Linked DNA regions of Triticum aestivum: region 2 is linked to region 1. A link is a contact called in public Hi-C data. All regions are on one chromosome and are shown on one strand. The core of a region is the stretch at or near the end of the contact, and the rest is flanking DNA. Distances in the headings are between cores, read along the strand shown.

Evidence for each region. Hi-C and Micro-C count contacts between places; a contact is called where the count stands out from the background.
Region 2: a Hi-C map of leaf shows a contact between it and region 1, with 5 times the contacts expected there. The contact joins the promoter of LOC123044020 here to the promoter of LOC123044017 in region 1. A contact is called at or near these places in 3 of 5 Hi-C or Micro-C datasets (leaf and root).

The regions. Positions count from the first base shown.
Region 1 is chr2B:152,234,098-152,239,037 of IWGSC CS RefSeq v2.1, reverse strand. It overlaps LOC123044017, which reads right to left and starts at 2,755. Exons shown (of 6, transcript XM_044466634.1): 1 at 2,470-2,755; 2 at 1,388-1,441; 3 at 1,280-1,313. The coding sequence starts at 2,535.
Region 2 is chr2B:152,410,875-152,415,846 of IWGSC CS RefSeq v2.1, reverse strand. LOC123044020 (10 kDa chaperonin, mitochondrial) reads left to right here and starts at 2,316. Exons shown (of 3, transcript XM_044466637.1): 1 at 2,316-2,554; 2 at 3,578-3,720; 3 at 4,345-4,614. The coding sequence starts at 2,444. The coding sequence ends at 4,393. LOC123044019 (protein N-lysine methyltransferase METTL21A) reads right to left here and starts at 2,183. Exons shown (of 8, transcript XM_044466636.1): 1 at 1,993-2,183; 2 at 1,822-1,889; 3 at 613-732; 4 at 459-532; 5 at 2-53. The coding sequence starts at 2,081.

The sequences.
Region 1 (4,940 bases), core at 1,506-4,005:
GCTCAAGAACGCAATTCATAACAAATTAGATGAGTTCACTATTAAGTGTATAAGTTGATAGGGCCGAGATGTTCCTCAGTTAGCTGGTTTCTGCAGGCAGCAGTCAGCCCACCCAGCTTTGAATCCCACATGTGGCAAAAATGTGGTCAAAAGTGCAAACAGCCCTATGTGAGAAGTCTTGTTCTAAAAGATTTAAAGATAGAAGAAAATAAGCGAAATTGATAGAGATTTAAGAGTTATTAAGCCTTAGAAGGAACAAAATTCTATGAAGTAGACTAGTGAGAGGAAGAACTGAGACTAAAGACGAAAGCCAACAGCAACAGGGCACAGGCTTAAGACCTAGGACCAATTAGAGATTAGGGATGTGTGGTCACGAATAAATTCCAAAGGTTCGGGGATGCATGCTAGAGATCTAAGGCTATTTAGGGATAGGGATGTGGGTAGGGGTGGGCATATAACCCGAAAACCGAACGACCGGACCGATTTAACCTGAACCGAAGCCGAAGTGACCGAAACCGATTAGTTCGGTACTATGCTCGGTTAGCGATTATGAGAAACCGAATTTAGTTCGGTGATTTCGGTCTGCACAGTCAAGCGACCGAATTGACCGAAGCACCGAGGCCCACCACTAACTGTCTCATGCGTCTTCCATAAATTAGTTCCCATATGTACGCTATGTGTTGCCAGCCAACGAACAAAAAATCAATTGTATTAATGGGATGGCGCGTTAATGTGATGAGTGGAAAATAGTGTCGTGGGCTGGTCCCTTTGATTCTCTCCCTACAAGACGCAAACCATCTTTTTTTAGTGAACCTAGGTACTGTTTGTTGTTGCATGTTGTCTCGCTCACCTCATGTATTTTTTTCTTTGAGCATAACACGTGTTGTTATCTAGCCCAGCCGAGACAAACAAGTATAGCAGTCCGCCATCCCATCCCGCCAGCCCAACCCGCCAGCTGTTCGGTTTGTTCGGTGCAAAACCGAGTACCGAACCGATCGATCGGGGCACCGAAGGCTCGGTTTTGTGTATTGCTAGAGACCGATCGGTCCACGTTTTCTAGGAACCGAGAAAATCAGAACACCGAAGCACCGAACCGTTCGGTCCGGGGGAACCGAACGCCCACCCCTAGATGTGGGGTCATGAATATCCATGTGATTCACATGAACAAAGTGCAAGGCCGCTACAATGATAATGGCAGATGATGTGGTTCCGGAACAGTTATGAGATGTAACTCTGGTAAAAAATTATCAGAGAAACATAATAATGCTGATCCATATACCTTCTGCAGCCTTCTTTTTGGTTCCTTTTATCTCCTGCAAGAAATAGCCCCGTCAGAGTTATTTTCAAGTATAATCAGGCAGCACACAGCTGATCACATTAACCATACCTGAGCTCGTGTTTGCTGTGTGGTGCCTTCGCTTGATGATTCCACTTCATCCTTCTACATTTTGGCAAGAAAAGTTGGCATCAGTTCGTAACCACAAGGTCTTGTAACAGGATAACAAGCACCTACCATGTTTCCTTCGGTTCCTTCTGCAATGAAGCATTGACCATGAATGTTTAGGATTACATGTCAAGTTACTACTGCAATCCTTGTTACCGTTCGACCCACGTCTCTATTTATATACACTTTCTATTTATATACGTGAGCCCGTTTAACCGTCTCTTAACCACAGGGCTATAACTTGACTAACATCAAATATTCATGACAAACACACTATTTGAAAGAGACGCGGCACCTTGACGATGCTGTACTAACATTCTTAACTAATATTAGCCAGATGCTAATATTAGCATGTTTACTTAAATGACAAAGGACAGGAGACATAGTCACCTGGATCACATGCTTTGAGGGGCTAGAAGTAGGAGTAACTGATGGAATCTGGGAAATTCTGAAATACAGACAATAGACCAGACAAAGAGTTGCCATTTATGTCTTGCTAGGACACAAATACATACACACTTTTATCGCACTCACAAACGCTCTCATTGTTAACAAGGACTTTATATTCTTATTTCAATTGAAGTCCTTTAACGGGATATGGATGGATTTTCCTTCTTTTATTTGCTTTACCACAGAAATATCAGTCTGATAATTACTTGTGGATCTGATGTTCGCCTTGTTGATGGAAGATTTACATCTCGTGAGCTCCATGGGTTGCTACAAGACCAACACTTCCAAGATCAGCGTAGTGATACCATAGGCTTCGCGTGATCTAAAGGGTCGCCAGAACCAACCCTAAGGTTACCCAAATCCAGAGCCATATTCCAAGCGCACAGACCTAGGATTAGTCCAATCAACAGCCACCCGCACCAAAATCGCCTACCCCGGCAAAATCGCGATTTCTCTGGCCTCCAATTCAAAACCCGCAAGGGCAAGGGCACCACTGCCGCGCCGCAAACACACAAATTTTTTCCCATGCTCAGGAAACAGGAGAGAATTAGAGGAGGGGGGAGGAGATGGATTACGCAGTAGTCGCGGGATCGGACGACGGGGAAGAGGTCGAGCATGCGCCGGAACTCCTGCTCGTCCATGGCGGCGAGCACGCTGCCGACGCTCGCCGGCGTTGGGCCCCGCCTTCGCCTAGCCGCTCCGACGCCTGTGCGTTTCGGTCGGTCTCGAACTCAGAAGAGACGACGGAGTCCACCCGAGACGACTGCGCCGCGCTTGTGCGTGCTCTCTCAGTCAAGGGCCCAAGACTGTTTTGGCCTTTTTTTTAGCCGCATACAGGGTTTGTGCAGATTAGGGCCTCTCTCGGCCCGAAGCAAATCTCTATCTCTATCTCTGCAAAATTCTCTTGGGACTCTGACTGATGACCCGGACGAACTCAAAGCAATGGTACATGACTTCTATAAATCTCTTTATACCTCTGAGGAAGTTAGCAACATGAAAACGGTTCTCAATTGTGTACCAACTAAGGTCACAGCAGAGATGAACGATCTTCTCGTTGCACCGTACAAGGAGGAAGAAGTCAAGACAGCCCTCTTTCAGGTGTTTCCAACCAAAGCACCCGGCCCCGATGGTTTTCCAGCTCATTTCTATCAACATCATTGGGAGATGTGTGGTGCTGAGGTGACGGAGGTAGTGTTGAGGATTATTCGGGGTGAGGAGAGTGCAGAAAGCATCAATGATATTGTTTTGGTTCTTATCCCAAAGGTAATGAATCCAACTATGCTAACTCAATTCCGGCCTATTAGTTTATGCAATGTGTTATACAAGATTGCGTCCAAGGTGATTGCGAACAGATTGAAGCAGATTCTCCCAAAGATTATTTCAGAAGAATAGTCCGTCTTTGTGCCAGGAAGACATATCACAGATAACATTAATAGTGCTTATGAGTGTCTTCACTTTATGAAGCGCAGCAAAGCCAAGGTTAACAGCTTTTGTGCCCTAAAGCTTGATATGATGAAAGCATATGACAGGCGAGAGTGGGATTACTTGCAGGCGATAATGATCAAATTGGGCTTTGCTCCAGCCTGGGTACAAATCATTATGAACATGGTGTGGTCTGTATCGTTCTCGGTGCTTTTTAATGGTGAGAGACTAGACACTTTTCATCCATCCAGAGGTATTCGGCAGGGAGATCCTATATCCCCATATCTCTTTTTAATCGCAGCAGAGGACCTTTCGTGCCTACTGAAATCCAGTTCTTCGTCGTCTCAGCTAGAAGGGATCAAGGTGGTATCCACGGCGCCCGTCGTGAACCATCTCCTTTTCGCTGATGATAGCCTGCTGATGTTTAAATCGAGTGTTGAAGGGGCTGTTACAGTATCAAACCTGCTAGAGCGCTACTGTTTGGCTTCCGGACAGCGTATAAATCACGAGAAATCTTCTATCTTCTTCCGCGGAGGATGCCCGCAGGGCATGAGAGAAAGCATCAAAACCACTCTGAATGTCCAGAATGAATCCCTCAGCGACAGGTACTTGGGGATGCCCACGGATGTTGGGCATTCCAAGAATGGCACCTTTAGGTACTTGAGAGACCGAGTATGGGAGAAGATCAGAGGTTGGATGGAGAAAATATTGTCAGCTGCGGGGAAGGAAGTGCTTATCAAATCAGTGGCGCAGTCGATTCCGGTGTTCTCTATGTCATGTTTCCGTTTGCCAAGGGGTTTATGTGAGAATGTCACTTCATTGATCAGGCAATTTTGGTGGGGGAGTAAGCAAGGAAAACGCAAGCCAAGCTGGGTTTCCTGGGACGAGATGATGAAGCCGAAACATCTTGGTGGGCTTGGTTTTAGGGACTTGGAAATTTTTAACTTGGCACTACTGTCAAAACAGGCATGGAATATGCTCCAAAACCCTACATCCTTGAGTTCACGCATTCTCAAGAGCGTTTATTTCCCGGACACATCTTTGTTTGCAGCAGAATTGGGCCACCATCCATCGCAGATCTGACGGGCTATTCTGGACGGAAGGGACATTATGGTGCAAGGACTAGTAAGGAGAATTGGAAATGGCGAAACGACCGACATATGGCGTGACAATTGGATACCTAGCTCACTTATGAAGAGGCCAATCACATCTCTTGTTCCACATCCGCCACATAAAGTGTCAGAACTAATCAACCACGCCACATCCTCGTGGAACGAGCAGCTAGTTCGGTCAACCTTTATACCGATTGATGTGGAGGCAATATTGCAGATCCCTCTTTGCACCAGACAGATTGAAGATTTTTGGGCATGGAGTGAAGACCGAAGGGGGATTTTCTCGGTGAGAACTGCGTATAGAATGATCCAGCAGAGAAAATTGAGCCGCCAAGCTTGGTTATATTAGCAAGATGGATCTTCTCATACAAACGCTGATGGCGATGGTTGGGCAAAGCTGTGGGGAATTAAGGTGCCTTCGAAACTCAAGATCTTCCTTTGGAGATTGGCTAGGCGGACTACCCCGACGGCCGCACTGTTGCATCATAGAAACATGGCGGAGTCGGCCGCGT
Region 2 (4,972 bases), core at 1,067-3,566, 180 kb before region 1:
CCTGCATCCGCATTGCCAGAACATGACTGCATCTCTATATTTTTCTTTATAATCTGTGAAATAGATGTAAGGCTTATGTCCAAGGAAAGATCCAAGTGTGGCATGTGCAAAGTCATGCATCATTCACGATCAATGAAGTCGATTTCTAGTTCTAGCATTTGAAGATATAGCAGTACATTGGATGATTGTTGCCGGACAGACTGAAAATTTAATGCGGTGCAATGCCTGCATCATTTATGATCAATGAATTTGATTTCTAGGTCTAGCATTTGAAGATATAGCAGTACACTGGATGATTGCTGATACATAGACTGGAAAATGTTGATGTCTATAAACCCAATGTATATCACATACACAAATTGCTATAACAAGTAATTCAATATCTTAAAAACATGTGGAAGTCTCAAAATCATTCTATAAAATGTCAAACTGGAAGATTCTGAAGGTTTAAATCTTGCCTCTAGAACTTCATCATTGTGATCAGTCAATACCACCTCTTTGCAGAAACGGCTGCACAATATTCCGGTAATGCCTAGCAAGTCATGATAGTGTCAGTGTTTGTAAGATCAAAATTTGAAGTAAATGCGATAGAGAATTCTCTCACGGTCTCACCGATCCCAGATCCCAACTCAATTAATGAACACCCCTTCACAGTCTCAGGGTGTTCAGATAGGTACGTGTTCATCAGAACAGCACCTGGCCATACTAACTGTCCAGTAAGATCATAATCAGCTGCACCAAACATTTGATTGTTTGTTAGTGGTGGCGACATGCTAAGAAAATAATAAATATCTGGCACTCTTTACTATGGGTGCCATTTAGCCTGTACCAAAATCCAAGCAGACAAGTTAGTGTATTAACCACGAGACTTAATTAAATAAGACCCTCCACATATCTCGCTGCACGGCAGCAACAGAACTTGAGTGTAGCATGGTCAGGTCTAAAAAAATTCAACTGACGGACAATGGATAGCACTGTGACCACTTAAATGAGAGTTACTTTGTTAGGAAAATCTGCGTACATTCCGATGGCTGTAAAAGTAGATACAAAGTGAGTCGCCTTGCCTAGTGACAACCAATATGACTGTGACCCTTCATTAGTTTGATCATGTGATACGTGGGCCTTTTGACATCCTCATGCACTAGAATGGAACTGTCTCAGTGGAAGGATTCACAAACAAGACAAGGTAAAAAGTGGCCCTAGAGCCACATGACTGTGTAATGAACATCCGTTTTTTTTTTTGCTACATATGCAGACAACAAGAAGACAATGCCCAAATCACATGTCACGGACATATTTCCATGCTCGAAACATTTAACATTTTACCTAAGCTGTAACTGCACAACCAGAAACAAGCCATCTACAATTGATAGGCTGTTCTTACGGTATTAAACTTGTGATCAGCACCTCATCGAGTAAACAAGTAGAACAAACTGCCGGTGCCTGAATCATACATGCTGCAATTCATTGACCAAATGAAACAACAAGTGGTGGAACTTAACACTGAGTATTATTCAGGGCTATCATGCAAACAGTGCTGGATTGAACAACTTGTAATTGTCGACACAAAAACATCGGTAACTAACTTGAGCAGCACAATGTGCTGCTCAAGTTCAACCAACCATCCCCTCTTCTGCTCTAAACTAAGGAACCTCCACGCTTGTCCCTGCTCCTAGTAGATTTTTACACAGAACGAGCTAGTGGCAAGACCCCCCGTTGCCAATTCACCATCGCAACAGGCTTATCGAACTGCCCCCGCTTAGCTAGCGACGAGTAATTTGCAACATTGGCAAGGAAGAAGCTAAGGGTAGGGGCACTAACTGCAGGCGGAGCTGAGGCAGAGGAGTTGGAGCTCCTGGGAGCCGTAGGTGAAGGTCTTCATCTCGTAGCTGCCCAAATCCAGCAACGAAATCAGCATAGAAGCTTTCAATTCAGCTACTTACATAAGAACAGTAAACCCCGAGTGGGTGGAGAGAGAGAGCAAACCCCTACTTGCGATTCATGAAGAAGGACGGATCCAGGCAGACGAAGTCGTCGTCCTCTTCCTCCTCCCGCTCCCTCACGCCGCCGGCGTCCGCCATCTCTCAGCTCCTCCTCGCCGCCGGCGACTGCAGCAGCAGGGTGGAAATTGGAAAGGGAATGGAGTTCGCTCGCGGCGGCGCTGCCTCGCACGTTGGAACGCCTTGTGGGCTAAAGCCTACGATAACGGGCCTTAACTGGGCCGTAGTAAGCATCGCGCGGCTGTCTCTGGCCCACGGGCAGGAACATTCTAGGGCTGGCAGGGGCAGGACGGTCATTCCACCGCGCCCGCAACCGCGCCTCCCCTCATAAAACCCTAAACCCCACCATCCTTGGAGGCGAAAAGCGAAGAGTGTGGAAGCGTCGCGTTTTCTTGCTTGTTTCCCAAGAAGGAGAAGAGCGGCGTCTGATCTCGTCGGCGGCGATGGCGGCGATTCGGCGTCTGATCCCGTCCTTCAACCGGGTGCTGGTGGAGAAGGTGGTGCAGCCCAAGAAGAGCGCCGGCGGCATCCTCCTCCCGGAGACCTCCAAGCAGGTACGGCGCGCCCTTCTCGCCCTCCCCTTTGCTGATGCCGCTGCCGCTGGTAGATGTTGCTTCTTGCTCATATATGCGTGGATCCCGTCTGGGGACTGCTTAGATCTTGGGCGGGCGATGGTCGTTTAGGTTGCAAATTCGTTATCTGGTGGAATTAATTCGGTTGGGGGTGTTGCAAGGCCGGTCGCCTCAGATTTGCTTTGTGTAGGTAGATTCTAAGCTAGAACGATCTAATTTAGGCAATTGGGATTCGATTAATCAAGTTGACATCCATCTGTGCTGCTTCCACGAAGAATCGTTTTTTTACCAATGTTGTACTTTTTGCAGTTGGCGTGCTACTAGACTGCTAAGTTGTAGTTGTACAATAGTTCTGACCCAGTGCTATTAGTTGTGTATTTTTTCAGAACATTAGTTCGTCAATAGTTCATACGGAGTAGTTATGAACAGGAGGGGTGTCTGTTCCTGGGAAGATTGCTTATTATTCTGATATGGTTACTTGTTAGGCAGAGAGATAGCTGCGTAGTTTGCAAATTGTTTAATTGTGGAATTTGTGCAGATGGGGATGTGGCTAGACTGGCTGATTCAGATTCGCCTTGTGTCCTGCGGATTGTTAGCTAGAATGATTTAGTTTAAACAAATGTAGTTTCATTGGTGAAGATGCCGTCAGTTCTGCTTCCACAAAGAGTTTATTTTTACCACCAATGTTGCTTTCACATTTGTCATGCTACTAGATTGCTAGTTTTACTGTAGTTCTGCCTCAATAGTCCTGTCAGACCACTTAAACTGGTCAGTTCATGTCCAATCACTCCTATTAGTAGTGCAGTTTACTGACGGGTTCTTGACTGATCAATCCTATTAGTGATGAAGTTAACTGACCGGTTCTTGACTGATTACTCTTATTAGTAGTGCACTTAACTAATCCCACATTATCTTCGAGAAAAGGTTCCCTGATTTTTCAGAGTTGTCTTTGATAATTTGACTGTCAAATCAGTTCATGACTTGAGAATGTTCTTGTGAATCCAGCTGAACTCTGGTAAGGTGATAGCTGTTGGCCCTGGCAGCCGTGACAAGGAAGGGAAGCTGATCCCTGTTGCTCTCAAGGAAGGCGACCATGTGCTCCTGCCTGAGTATGGCGGTCTTGAAGTCAAGCTTGCTCCTGAGAAAGAGTACGTTACTTATTTCACCATCGTATTACTTCAGTTGTTGGTGTTGTGATGTTCTTGATGCGTGTGATGCAAAACAAAGCGCAACATCCTAATTCAGCAGCATAGTGCACATTTCCATACTTGTAGAAACAATTGTTTTCATGCCTTGTCAGCATTTGATTATTCCCTCCATGAATGTAGGATAATGAATTCTATTGGGACACAAGTTGTAATATGCGAGTGATTTTTCAAGTGCGAATAGCAGTATATCACTAATTGTATCACCTGATATGGTTCATCATTCAGATGCTGCCACAGCCACTAGGTAGTTGGTACTAAAATCTTTCACATGGTCTGTGTTGCTACATCAAGCCATTTTGCCTTAACTTGGATAGTTATATTGCGTAGTTGGATTAGCAGATGTGTTACTTGGGAAGTGCTAATATCTAACTGTGATTTGAAACTTCTGCTATTACTAAAGATGGTAGCAGCTCTTTATACTAATATGCCACTTTTCACATGCTCTTTGTTGTTAGATGTAACATTCTGTCAAAACTTTTGGGTGACAACAAGCATGTTCTATTTTTACCCACCTGGCAACCTCCAGTTTTATCCGCCTTTTCTAATGCACCTGAAACTTTTCAGGTACCTCCTCTACAGAGACGACGACATTCTGGGCACCCTCCACGAGTGATTCAGATGGTGCGGAAGTCATCAGCTGCTTTAATGCAGTAGGAGAGGATGTTAAGAGTTTCCATGTTATCGGATAAATCTTAAAGTAGAACTGTCTTCTATGGTGTGATGATAGATTTTTACCTCGAACATCATGAACTTGATATGATTGTTGCCAGACTTTCTGTCGTGATGCAATTCAGTAAACTTGCAGCTGAAGTGCTGCCCTTGATTTTCGTCAAATTACTTCCCTGGCTGCTAAGCCTTGCGTTATTTTGATTATTAATGGTGGATGCATTGGTGCCCTGTTTTACTTTATCGTAGACCATGTGTATGTGCAAATCTATAGAATCTGATACGCCCAGCTGGTTGGTTCAGCTTACTCTCTGTTCATGTGTGAAACAGTTGGGATATCCCATATAATTGAAGGTTATGATATTCCTTACAAAAGGAGGAGGGAAATAGCACATAAAAATGTGGTTCAAGCATAAAATGTAAAAAAGTCATAGTTGAAACATAAAATTCGCATAAAATCACATGTGCTGCATAAGATAATTTAGTGCATGAACTTGCTTCTCTAAATCATGCATAGGGTTGCCTT